2 separate regions of the Hordeum vulgare genome follow, and region 2 is linked to region 1. A link is a contact called in public Hi-C data. All regions are on one chromosome and are shown on one strand. Each heading gives the region's core, a stretch centred on a gene start, on an enhancer-like site or on the middle of the called end of the contact. The rest is flanking DNA. Distances are from core to core; before and after follow the strand shown. Region 1 holds the start of LOC123424769. Region 2 has its middle 18 kb from the start of LOC123424772.

Region 1 (6,627 bases), core at 3,072-5,571:
CAAACAGGGCCTAAGTCTTTCTAGAGATTTTACTACGGACTACATACGGAGCAAAATGAGTGAATCCACGCTCTAAAGTATGTCTATATACATCCGTATGTAGTTCGTAGTGGAATCTCTAAAAAGACTTATATTTAGGAACGGAGGTAGTAACAAATATATAAAATCACTAACTGCAATACCCCATAATTTCATCAAGTAAAACTGATACCTGCTGGACCAGATAATAGTACTCGTTGAGAAATAAAAGATATTTTTTTTGTCCACTCCATGGCTTCCTTGCAACACAAATTTACATGTGCTGGTGTCAAGAGAGAACTTTTGGTATTCTCACTGCAAGGATGAGAAGGCATTAAAGATAGTTCTTAATCACCAGAGACCAATCAATCAATATGCAACAGGCCAAATTAACTGGAAATAAAAGTAGGTTGTACTCGAGTAATCAGTACTCACTGCTAAATGCATGTGTCTTGCAGAAGTTAAAACAACTTAGATTATAAGATATCCAATAGGTTGCTACTCATAAAACAAATCAAACTACTCAAAAACCACCATTGATGGTGATGCCAAGCTTAAGCCTATGTGATGTGTTCATGCACTTGAGCCACTTACTAGGTAACTTTATACTAATTTTGGCGTGAACTGTCAAACAGGACTAACATCTCCGCCGTTTGCAACAGATCTAATGGGTCACATCAGGGTGAGAGGAGACCAACGAGACACTATCACCAATTGAAATATTTGTAGGAGCAAAAGTTAGTACTCCCTCTGTTCACTTTTGTAAGACGTTTTAGACAGCTGAAATTGAACTGTTTTGGGTGTTGTCTTAAATGTCTAAAACGTCATACAAAAAGTGAACAGAGGGAGTATATCCAATGATCATGCACTATGACCAACCGATCATTCTGCCTGCCGTTATGTTACATCTTACTTATTTAGAAAATGGAGTCACATCTTATACTAGCTAAAAGAAAGTATGACTTCAGAAATGAGAATGGCGTCACAATTATTTTCGTTTACATACTTTAAGAATGATATAGGGAATAACAAATAAGAAGAGAAATGGGGTTTGTGAAAGTAAAATACTATGGATAACAAATATGCTTTTCAGCAATTTGCACTGTTGAGTTAGAAATGTGAGCAGAAACAATAAGAGGATGAATCCACTAAATCTGAAGTTGTGCTGTTGCAACCGATATGCTATCATATTACAGAACTAAGCAATTGGGGAGAAATCATCCTTCTATAGGATACAACAACAACAACAAAGCCTTTAGTCCCAAACAAGTTGGGGTAGGCTAGAGGATCATTACAAGAATTTCTTTACTTATTATGTGAAGTGCAAAATTAACATTGTAAGCTCCTAGAATGAAGGATAATAAGAGATGCATCAGATCACATGTATTTCTATATCTCGAACAATATAATAAAGAGCTGTTTTTTCCATGAAGAGAGTGTTAGCCTAGATACCTCAGATAATATGGAAAACTATCAAATGACTCTGATATATCACTTGCACTAACAACTGCCTTCTTCAGATCTTCTTTCAAAAGTTTATGTTGAGCAAATGGCACATTTTCTTCAGAAGAGAGCTGGTTCTGCTCCTCCATTGTTTTACATAAGCTGCTGACTATCTCTGTATCTAGTGAACAAAAAAGAGATCCGTTTAGCCTCACTTTTCTCTTTCATCATAATAACAAATAAAAGGTACCCAGTTTTGAGAAACAAGAAGAAAAAAACAGAAGTCCTCTTATGTTGCATCCCTTTTCTAAAAAGTTAGGGATTAGTAGGGCCTTAGGGAAGAAATGAAGCTGTCTCACCATGAGGAACTAATGGAGAGCAGCCACTACCAAAATTAAACGGCACTGATAACTTGGCCCTTTTAGATGATAAATGATCCAGTGCGCCTTTGGTTACTGGATACTGCCCTTGCTGAACAAGACTCGGGGAAGAAAAGGTTGATGTGCTTGATTTTTCCTCTGGAAGAGGCTGAAATATCTGCCAACATGTTAAGGACTTCCACATTTAAAATTCATAATTGTGCATACAAGTAGGAGTAGGACATGTTTGATTCCCTTGCTAACCCCAACATCTGTCCATCTAACTTTGCCTAGTAAGGCCAGATTTTGGCAGACACAAATTAGCTGCCAATTCTTCCATGTGGGTATTGTTAGCCTGTAAAGTTTTTCCTGATGTAGTCCACTACGTAATTTCCAATATAAATACATACAATATTTTGAGCAATAAATTATACTATCATAGAAAGCACAATCTCATTTCACTTGCAAGGCAGGAGAACCAAACATTGCTAGTCTTGCTTAACAAAGCAAAGTGGCAAAAACATCCAAACATAACTGTAATGCAAATAGGAGCAAACACGTGTACTAAGAAAGTGGTCTGTCGCAAAAAAAGGATACATAAGCATGCCGCCGAAGTGAACTAAAAACAACTTCATCGCCTCCAATCAAGGTGACTTTAGCAGCCTTGTCTAAGGCCTTCCCATTTACATGGACAACTTTGGATATAGATACCTCAAGGGCAGCACCCCTCTGGTAAACAGGTCAAAATTGATAGTGAAATCCTCAAAATGATGAGTGCAGGAAGAACAGAGTACTATTAAATTAATAAAATTAAGAATGCAACCATACCCTAACATGCCTCAGTCTGCAAACAAGTGATCCAGATAATGCGTCCGTCAGTTTCAAATCATGTTTACCACCATGGCCAACAGTGAAATAGGAGGCGTAAATAGGAACCGTGGGATACTGAACAGCAGAAAGAAGAATATAATCATTAGCAAAGATAATTGTTTAAAATTAGTAAATGCTAAGACTAAATAACCAATACTACAGAACTAAGTGGGGAATTGACAAAATGGTAAGGCTATTTGACGCGGTTACAAAAAACAGATGTGAACAACTCAAAAACAAGTAACTGAGAAATGCTATTTGTTATGCATGTATGCACCAACAACAGGGATCGCCCTTGATCCAATGTGACTCATCTGGATCAAATGGTCCAAATGGACCTGCATACAGTTTCAGAGTAGATTCCTACTCAAAACCGGAGAAAAAAACGTTACAAGATTTGACAAATAAGATGATCGCGCAAGTTATATATTTATATTAGATTAGTACGCTTAAATTTGAGCAGACAGACAATAACAATCCTATAGTTGTGAATGCAGGAGACTGGAAACTGAAGATAAATATCAGAATGATGATTTTAAAATTACTGAACAGTTACTAGCGCAAGATTACAAAACCCACATTCACAAAAATCACAATGCTTAATATAACTCTGACAAAGGTGGTATACACGTCGGGCCAAATTAATGACAGGAAGTAGATAATGTATAGAAGCCAGCAATCAATAGAAAAACAAGAATAACTAGTCACTGTTCTCTGATTTTTGGATAACTCAGATGGAACGGTTCTTTGCTCCATTTCCAAGAGCACATAATGGTCCTGTGTTGCCAACTAAATCCATGCATGAAGAGTTATATGACAGATGATTCACAATAGCGCTTTGGCAGACATATATCATGACCCATTCAAGACAAAGATTTGTAACGAAAATGAATTTTGAATTAAAATCTGCTATGTATACCAATATGTTGGTGGTGTTTGATAGCTACTAGGAAGGCTACAGCAGTTCAATTGTCCGCCAAATAACTTGATTAGATGCTATGCGGTCACAAAACCAAATAGAATTGTGGCACTGTTCCTCACATGAATGAGTTCTCCTAAACAACAGACCTGGGAAGATTGGGAAATCAGTCTGGCCCAAGCATGAGTCTGGCTACTGGCAGCCCCGCGCCTCGTCTTCCACTGGGTCATCTCTTCCGCGGTCGTCTCGTCGGACGGAGGCAGACGCCTGGGCGTCCTCTTCTTCCTCGCTGAACCAGCAAAACAATAAGCGCAATCAAAAACCTCCCCCGAGCTAAAACCAAACCCTAGTAGCCCCCTCTGAAATGAACCGTGAACTCAGAACACAACAGCGCGCACCTCCTGAATTGGACACCGTGGACGACGCGGCAACGGCCCCGGCGGACCTCTCCGCGGCCGGCACGCTCAGCTGCGAGTTGTCGATCGCGCGGCCCGCTGCCTTGGCGGCGGCCTCCATCACGGGGCCCGACACCAGAACCGTCGCCTTGCCCTGCCACCACCACCGCACAGCAACGAATAATCAATCAGATCAATCGGTTCCCGGGAATCATCGGCGACATAAAAACAGGGGAACAGACCGCGACCTTGGCCCGCTTGGCCGAGCGGCTCCGCGGGGGCGGCGAGGAGGCGGCCTCCGCCGCGGGCGCCGACGCCCCCGCCGCATCGCCCGCGCCCGCGCCCGCGTCCGAGGCCGCGGCGGGCGGGGGCGTCGGGGGCGAGGCCTCCTCCGACGGGGCCCGGCGCTTCCCCGCGGAGCTCCGCCTGGTGTCGACCATGGCGGCGGGGAGGCGTGCGGATCCCCGCGGCGGGCGAGGGGCGAAGCGTAATTTCGCGACGGGGAGGGTGCGGGCGCGGAGGCGTGACGAGGGGGGGAGGGAGGCCACGGGGGACTCGCGCGGGGCTGTGGTTTTGTTTCCGTTTACGGATCGCGAGGTTGGTGGTGGGGGAGGGGAGGGGAGGGGAGGCGCGCTTATTTATATATGGGGGAGCGGCGGGGGCGATCGGCTGGATGGCTGGCTGGCGGCGGCCGCGTCAACGGGGATTTTACCGGCGTTTTACGGAAGGAGAAACAGCCGGCCGGCTGTATCCTTCTCTCTTCGTCAGCAGCGGGCGAGCGGGCCGCAGCTTTTTTTTTTCTTTTTTCCTTCTTTCTATTTCCTCTGCCGACTTGCGGCGTTCTCGCGAAGGCGGCCGCCGCGCGATGCGAGGCGGGGCCGGGGTGGGGACGAGGCGCGTGCGTGTCGCGTGTGCGCCGTCGAGGGTGCGGGGTGGTGGGGCTGGGTTAGGTGCGGTGTAGAGACGGAGGCGCGGGCGGCGTTAACTTGGGTCTGGGTGGGGGAGGGAGGCGTGGCCTAGGTTCGGTTCGGTGGTTGCTTTCGCGGCGTCCTGTCGTCTGATCCTTGCGCTGCTGGAATGGATGGATGGTTTTGGTTCGTCCGGGACCAGGTGTACGTGTGTTGGTGCGTGTGTTCCTTAGTGGGGCTGTCTTCTTCGGAATGGTTTTTTTGGTTGCGTGCGGTCCGCATGGCACGAACGTTAAAGCAGTTTCAGGTCAGGTCGAAGGAAAACGTCCGAATTGGCAGTAGCTCGCGAGCCTGGTTCGGGCGACGCGTTTCTCTCCTCGTGCGACCAGGGAGATAGCGCGAGCTTGCCCGCGTCGCCGAAAAATCGGCGAGAGAATTTCGGCTCGCCTCCCGCTGAGTCCGCCCCTATTTAGCCCCCTCCCTCACCCCCCCCCCCCAACTTCCGTCACCATTGTCCTCCCTTTCGAGCTTTCTTGCCGACGCGCATCGGCATCGACGAGCAGGTAAGCGACACATCTTCATCGGTCGGCGGTCCACGGCGTCGGCGGTCCTTCACCGGCTGGCGGTGATCTTCTACGACCGTTCCCCCCTCGTCCTCGAGCTGCATCCATGGGATATGTGAGTTCAATCCCCCTTTCTCTCTGTTCCTTCGAGCTAGATCTCAGCTGCAGCTAGGGTTTGATGTGCATGCATGGTTGATTAATGCTCTGATCTGTGAGCTCGTATCATTGATTGCTATGTTGCGGTTGCAATTTGTGGTAGGGTTAGATGTTCAAGCATGTGATAGGCTAGATTAGTAGTAGAGTTTGAAGTTGAACCTTGTGCTTGTGTTAATTCGTGCTTAGATCTGTGATTTGTAGCTATTGGTGGTTCATTTGTAGCATGTTGTTTGTTGTAGATGTATGTTCGTTCTCATAGATTGTGCGGTATGCTTAGTATGTACATGTATGCTCCTGCTTTCATGGATTGTCTGGTGTGTTTTGTGCTATGCTTACTGTCAATGCGTGCTACGATTATAGGACATGACCACACGGACGCAAGATCTTTGTCGGGCCCTTGTTCTATCGGACATCCAGTTTCCTCCATCGTTTGTCCAGGACTCGCCATGACTGAGGCGCTGAAGGAGGTGGCAACAGCCATCAGGGAGTGCAAGCCCCTCGACGTCCACCCTGACCTGTATGGTGTTGTCATGACCCAGGGTGGCTTCAACGACGAGGATCTCATGGCAGCTCTCGGCCACCTGCTTGACAACAAGGCCCAGGGTGTTGGGTTCGTTGCCATGGCAAACACTCACAGGGTGCTGTGGCTCGGGAGCCGACTGGGAAAGTACTACTACTAGAGTAGTGTTGCCTTTGAGCATGCATGATCCCCGATGGCGATGGCGATGGCGATGGCGACGACGACGACGACGATGATGATGACGACGTACATTTTGTATAGCTAGGGCTGGAAAACTATTTGATGGTCTATATATTTTTGTGAGTGTTGAAAATATGCCCTAGAAGCAATAATAAATTGGTTATTATTATATTTCCTTGTTCATGATAATCGTTTATTATCCATGCTAGAATTGTATTGATTGGAAACTCAAATACATGTGTGGATATATAGACAACACATTGTCCCTAGTGAGCCTCTAGTTGACTAGCTCGTTG
Region 2 (6,627 bases), core at 1,599-4,098, 320 kb after region 1:
CCAGTCCCTAGCGTCTCCAGTGCAACCCAGACGTCAGGGACGTTGGCGTCACGTAAAGAGGTCAATTTTGAACGTATTTTTAAACTAGGGTCAGATTTGCGTTTTCTTTACACTAAAGGTTAGAAGAAAAAATCGGCCAACGAGGGACGGTGCCCCGCTCCTCGTTCATTGCTATGGGCGTCAACAGAAGGACGGGAGGTGACTGACCGATCAGCATGCATGGGCTCCGGCAAGACGTACCCCCGTTGGAGCGAGATCACCCACAATGACTACATGGCAGTTTAATTACCTACTCCATACGTTGCTACAGGAGCAGTACCCTGATGCTACCCACTTTGTACGAGGAGGGATGCATTGGTATGTGTGTGGGACACTACGATGCTTCGGAAGCCATCATCGTTGCACGCACGTACGTCCGACAAAAGACCATACTGCGCTCGTACAAGCTAATCTAGCCTACCCTATGTTAAATTTGGACGGTGAGGAACCCAATAATGCTAGACATATAAAAACTTACAAAGGTTTACTTAACCTTCCAAACTAACTCTTCTCTTCCCCCTGATTTTCAGTGAGGGTGGGGCCCCTCATCCCTCAGTTACCAATCACAATCTTACACATCAGTTTATACGTAAAATCTTTACGTAAGCCTTTGTAGGTGTAGCATTACTCGTGAGGAACCACGCAAGGGCCTTGCGGGAAGCTGAATAAGGAGCTTTGCTAGACTTACGTAGACTTTCTACGAAATCTTATGTAGGTGATGATGTGGGCTTGGTTGATTGGATACGACAGGCCCCACCCTGAAAATCAGGGGGGGGGGATTAGTGGAGGTTTGGGAAGGAGACCTTCCTTTCGTAAGTAATTCACCTACAAATTCGTAGGTGTAGCATTTTTGCTGAAGAGCTTTGCTAGACTTACGTAGACTTTCTACGAAATCTTACGTAGGTGATGATGTGGGCTTGGTTGATTGGATACGGCAGGGCCCCACCCTGAAAATCAGGGGGGTAGTGGAGGTTTGGGAAGGAAACCTTCCTTTCGTAAGTAATTCACCTACAAATTCGTAGGTGTAGCATTTTTGCTGAATAAATAGGAGAGGATTGCGGCCTCAGAGGAGGGAAGATTCATTCAGAAAACATACACATCGTAGCCAACTACCATTAAAATATCCCACAGAGCAGGAGTAGAGTATTACACCGACACGACGGCCTGAACCTGGGTACTCCGACATGTTCGATTCCTCTTTCTTCTTCTATCAATTGTTCGTGACTTAGGAAGCTAGAGCATTTAGTCCATGTCCGAACTCACAAAGGGTTGTAGCTGACAATCCAATGTCCGGTTCTTAGACATCAACACGACGATGTCCTTAAGAAAGAGAACGACACCCACGGACGTCGTCGTTGCCGGCGTCAATCGTCAAGCTTTCGCTCGAAGATAGGCCTATACCACCAGAGGCGTCCGTAACTAGCACAATGAGGGTGAGCATCACCACACCAGATCTGGCTCTGTCGAAGCTGGCCAGAGCCTCCCGCCATTAGACCTCTTTCATCTTACACAACCAAGAGTTGTGGTCACCACCACCACCACAGAAGCTCCCGAAAAGTCAACCATGTAGCCAGCCGACCTTTTGGTTGTTGACCTTTAACCGCTTAACATTGACCATTGACTTTAAAAAGCGGACTTCAACAAAAAATCCACAAACTTGATTCCAAATAAGTTCATGAGTACTGAAAAACTTCATGAAATTGAAAAAAAAATGAAGTTTTAAAAAGCATATTGTTTTTTTACGAATTTGAATAGTTTATTCTTTTTAAATATTATTTTTTACAAATTTGAAAAAAATAACAAATCTGAAAAGTTTGCACAATTAAAAGACAAAAAGAATGAAATTAAAATAAAAGGTGAAACAAAATCGGCCCAAACAAAAAAAAGATAGAAAAACCAAAAACGAAGCGATGGAAGCTTCTAGCATGTTTTTTTAGACAATCTCGCGAAGTTTTATTTTAACTGGGACCAATGTCTATAAGTATGAACTTCTGGGAGGTCCTATTGGATGCACAAAGGAATCGCGACTGGGCCGGCCCACTAACAGAAAACAAAGGATAAAATCCGAAGCATTTAGATAAAAATTCCAAAACATTTTTTTCAAATTTTGGTACATTTTTTTGAAAAATTCTAAACATTTAGATAAAAATTCAGGAATATTGTTTTAAATTCTGGAACAATTTTTCAAAATTACGAAACATTTTTTAAATTCCTGAACATTTTTAAAATTCCAAAACATTTTTGAAATTTCAAAACATTTTGTTCAAATTGCAAAACAATTTTTCAAATTCATTATTGTTTTTATTCAAATGTCTGAACATTTTTCTCAAATTCCGGAACATTTTTCGAAAATTCATTTTTTTTAAATCAAGAACCCTTTTTGAAAATCCAAAAAAAAAATTCAAAATCCAAAAAAAAATTGAAAATCCAAAACAATTTTTTTGAAAAGCAAGAATATTTTTCGAATTTGAAGAACATTATCTAAATCAGAAATAGAAAAAAAAACAGAAAGGAAAAAAAACGATTCAGGAAATCTTCTAAAAGTTTCTCAAAACCAGAAAAAATCGGTTGGAACCTAGTTTCCCAAAACCGGAACGCTGGAGCAGTTATATGGGCCGGCCCATTGCATCGCTGCTCGATCACTGTGTGTGCGAAACGCCGACTGGTTGACGCATAGAGCGGCAAATAGGATATTCCTGAGAACTTATAGCATGTTACCTAAACTGAAGAAACCACACTGCTGCATTCCGCTTTATGGGCGGGACCATTAAAAAATGTGGAGCACCTTGCCGGCCCGACCCCAGGGACAATGTGGAGCACCTCTGTGCCTTCCTTCCAGATTTGACGACTCCATCCTGCCTTGCATCGCCGCCGGCCCTGTTTTTTTAAAAAGTCCTATCACTTTTTTAGTCTTCACTAAAAAGTTCTTAGTCCTTATCTTTTTTTTCAGGAACTAGAGGTCATTAAATGACATACAAAAAGACCATTTTATCCCTAGTAATGTGTTAGAAGTTATTAAATGACATGCTAAAAGTAGGAATATTGTTGAAAAAAGTGTCAAAAAGTCTTAAAAAGACCCTCCCATAGAGACTTCTTTCTTTTGTCTCAAATACCCCTTTTAATCCCTAAAAGTACCTCATGATTCTTCACATGGCACTAAAAATAGTCCCTACAGCAAAAAGAAACACCCCCTCAACAGCTTCTGGTATCCTTGGGCGAGAGCCTCCCCAGGCCATCTGAATATTCTAGAGAACAGGAAGCTAATACTCCTAGTGTTTTTTTTTTCCGCATGTGGTGAGTGCATTTTTCATTTCAATCTGCACTTTTGGCTGATGTTTTGCAGTAATCCGATATCTCAGCCTGATATTCGTTCTCCATCTTTCTTTTGAGATTCAGGTGACAGTATGAGTCGTCGGTATTTGAATGTGATAGTGCATGACTTCAGTAAGTCGCATCTATTCGCTGTGCCGTATCGATGTCCGCAAGCACCTCTTCTACCAAGACACCGAAATAGTAGCACAACTAGCAGCACACCCTGCAGCTGCAGGGGAGAAGATGAATAGCAGCAGCCTTGGGGAGTTGGCAGCGATGGGCGGCTGGAAAAGATCGCCTCCGCCAGCGATGAATTTCCAAGCATCGCCCAGTATCAAAAACAAGACCGACGTGCGCTTGTTCTCTCTACTGGGAGGCGAGAGCAACATCCTTTACTCTGAGCCTCTGACAGTAATTGTCGGACCGCACTGTGTAACGTTGACTTGAAAATCTTCGATCCATCCGCTCCTCCCAATTCACGCAAGATGCAGAATGTCATCACTCTCCCCATAACCCAAGCCGGTCTCAAACCTACGTCGTTGTACGTCTTGGACCTCTCCCCCGCTGCCGATACCGGTTCCTGCTTTGAAGTTTGAAGTCCTCTCTAACCGCAGAAACCCGTCTGTTCTCGAGGGATGGAGCTGGGAAACTCTGCCCCCGCCGCCATTTTTCAGCAATCCAGAAAAAAGCCCCCGACTTGCATTCTTATGCTGTGGTTGATGGTTCCACCATATGCATTTCATCTCCGGAAAAGGCCATAGGCACCTACACCTTTGACACAGTGAACGAGACATGGAGCCAAGCTGCTCACTGGGCACTTCCATTCTTTGGCAGAGCTGAGTATGTCCCCGAGCTCGACTTCTGGTTTGGCCTCTCAGCCTGCAACCCCTTCTCAAGCCTATGTGCTTTTGATCTCTCAGCAATAGTCTCTGGGCAGCCACCCAAGGTGCATCATACTTGGGATTATCTTGATCTGCCCGAGGAAGAACCGTGGACGGCTGGACGCCATCCCAGCTGCACCTCTTCAGCCTTGGCTCAGGCAAGTTTTGTGTTGCCACCTTGTTTAGGACCGTGCTGCGCACCTGTGGTATGTCACCCTACTGTTCAGATTCAGATTATGAAGACACGTTTGGCAGGGAGTGTGCTGTCCTCACCGGCCTGGAGGTGAAGCGCAGAAATGATGATGAGGGTCCTCTCCAGTTTATCAAGCGCATGTCCAAACGTTTCAGCGTTGGTAGCCGTAACATCGAGTGTGTGCTGTGAATAAAACAAAATGGCTTAATCTTTTTTTTTGAACGACAAGAAAGCTGTTATATTCATTGTAAAAAAGAACATGGTATGAGGACACGAACTGCTTGATTTATTAAAAGAAAACCAGACGAAAACCAGCATAAAAAAGTGGCTTAATCTTGAGATGGAGTATTTTGTTCTGTCTCCTGGTGCTCTTTGGGACCGCACAGCTTGTGGTCACGACTGATTTATCCTTTGTGGCAAGCATTACCGGGTTAATTATGTCTACTCTACTTGTACTGTGAGATGTCTTCGTCTGTCGAAACTGTTATGGAATTACTACTTCTGTCCTGGTTTATTGGTCCCTTTGTAATCTGTGTCAAAATTTGATCAATGATTTAACTAATAAATGTCAATGCATGTCAACAAAAATTATACTCCTATTATTGGATTTGTATTTAAAAATAGTTTTCAATGATATATTTTTTGTGACATACATAAACATTTTGTTAGTTCAATTTATGGTAAAAAATTGGCATAAAATACAATGAGGACCAATAAACTAGGATGGAGATAGTACTGATGTGTGATTTATTTTACTGCAATGTCTTATTTATATTTGTGAATCTCTGGTGATGAATGCTCAGATTTTGTACCGCTCCCTCTGGTAGCGATAGCAACAATTTAACAACCAAATTCTCTATCTACTCTACTACAGTATATCACTAAGCTCCCTCTCCGTCTCCAAAAGAATCACTAGCCGAGTGTTGTTGTCAAAAAAACCACATGCGGTATCGATTGTCAGAAGATACCCCCACCTCTCGTGGTGGCAGGCGCTAGGTGACGCGTGTCACCAGCCACCACGGGCCGAGGCGGTTGGGGCCTGCCGCCACCAGGCGAGGCGGCCAGCGGGAATCCCGTTTCAGCCATCGCACGCGACGGAACGGGCCGTAGCAGGTGGGACCTACCGCCACCGCGCCACGCGGCCGGCACTGTAGTCTGGCGCCGAAAGTGCACTGGACGGCGCTGATTTTCAGGCTGTTGTTGGAAATATGCCCTAGAGGCAATAATAAATTAGTTATTATTTTTTTTTTTGTTCGTCATAATCGTTTATTATCCATGCTATAATTGTATTGATTGGAAACTCAAATACATGTGTGGATACATAGACAAAACACTGTCCCTAGTAAGCCTCTAGTTAAGTAGCTCGTTGATCAAAGATAGTCAAGGTTTCCTAACCATAGACAAGTGTTGTCACTTGATAACGGGATCACATCATTAGGAGAATCATGTGATGGACAAGACCCAAACTATGAACGTAGCATATTGATCGTGTCGTTTTATTGCTATTGTTTTCTGCGTATCAAGTATTTGTTCCAATGACCATGAGATCATATAACTCATTGGCACCGTAGGAATACCTTGTGTGCATCAAACGTCGCAACGTAACTGGGTGACTATAAAGGTGTTCTACAGGTATCTCCGAAGGTGTCCGTTGAGTTAGTATGGATCAAGACTGGGATTGGTCACTCTGTGTGATGGAGAGGTATCTCGGGGCCCACTCGGTAATACAACATCACACACAAGCCTTGCAAGCAATGTGACTAAGTGTAAGTCACGGGATCTTGTATTACGGAACGAGTAAAGAGGCTTGTCGGTAATGAGATTGAAATAGCTATGCGGATACCGACGATCAAATCTCGGGCAAGTAACATACCGAAGGACAAAGGGAATGACATACGGTATTATATGAATCCTTGGCACTGAGGTTCAACCGATAAGATCTTCGGAGAATATGTAGGATCCAATATGGGCATCCAGGTACTGCTATTGGATATTGACCGAGGAGTGCATCGGGGCATGTCTACATAGTTCTCGAACCCTCAGGGTCTGCACACTTAAGGTTCGATGATGTTTTAGTATAGTTAAGTTATATGTGTGGTTACCGAATGTTGTTCGGAGTCCCGGATGAGATCATGGACATCACGAGGTTTTCCGGAATGGTCCGGAACCGAAGATTGATATATAGGATGGTTTCATTTGGTT

What was found. Hi-C and Micro-C count contacts between places; a contact is called where the count stands out from the background.
Region 2: a contact with region 1 is called in a Hi-C map of seedling, with 2.3 times the contacts expected there. The contact joins the enhancer-like site here to the promoter of LOC123424769 in region 1.

What each region holds. Positions count from the first base shown.
Region 1 is chr2H:44,499,372-44,505,998 of MorexV3_pseudomolecules_assembly, forward strand. It overlaps LOC123424769, which reads right to left and starts at 4,322. Exons shown (of 28, transcript XM_045108451.1): 1 at 4,253-4,322; 2 at 4,008-4,158; 3 at 3,759-3,898; 4 at 2,649-2,765; 5 at 2,418-2,549; 6 at 1,821-1,998; 7 at 1,471-1,636; 8 at 212-333. The coding sequence starts at 4,125.
Region 2 is chr2H:44,817,878-44,824,504 of MorexV3_pseudomolecules_assembly, forward strand. No RefSeq gene overlaps it. Among protein-coding and RNA genes, the nearest start is that of LOC123424772, 18 kb to the right of the region's middle. Within about 2 kb of position 2,849, at least 3 of the 3 cell types and tissues checked have open chromatin away from gene starts, as enhancers often do. A contact at or near this core is called in seedling, where this site is marked.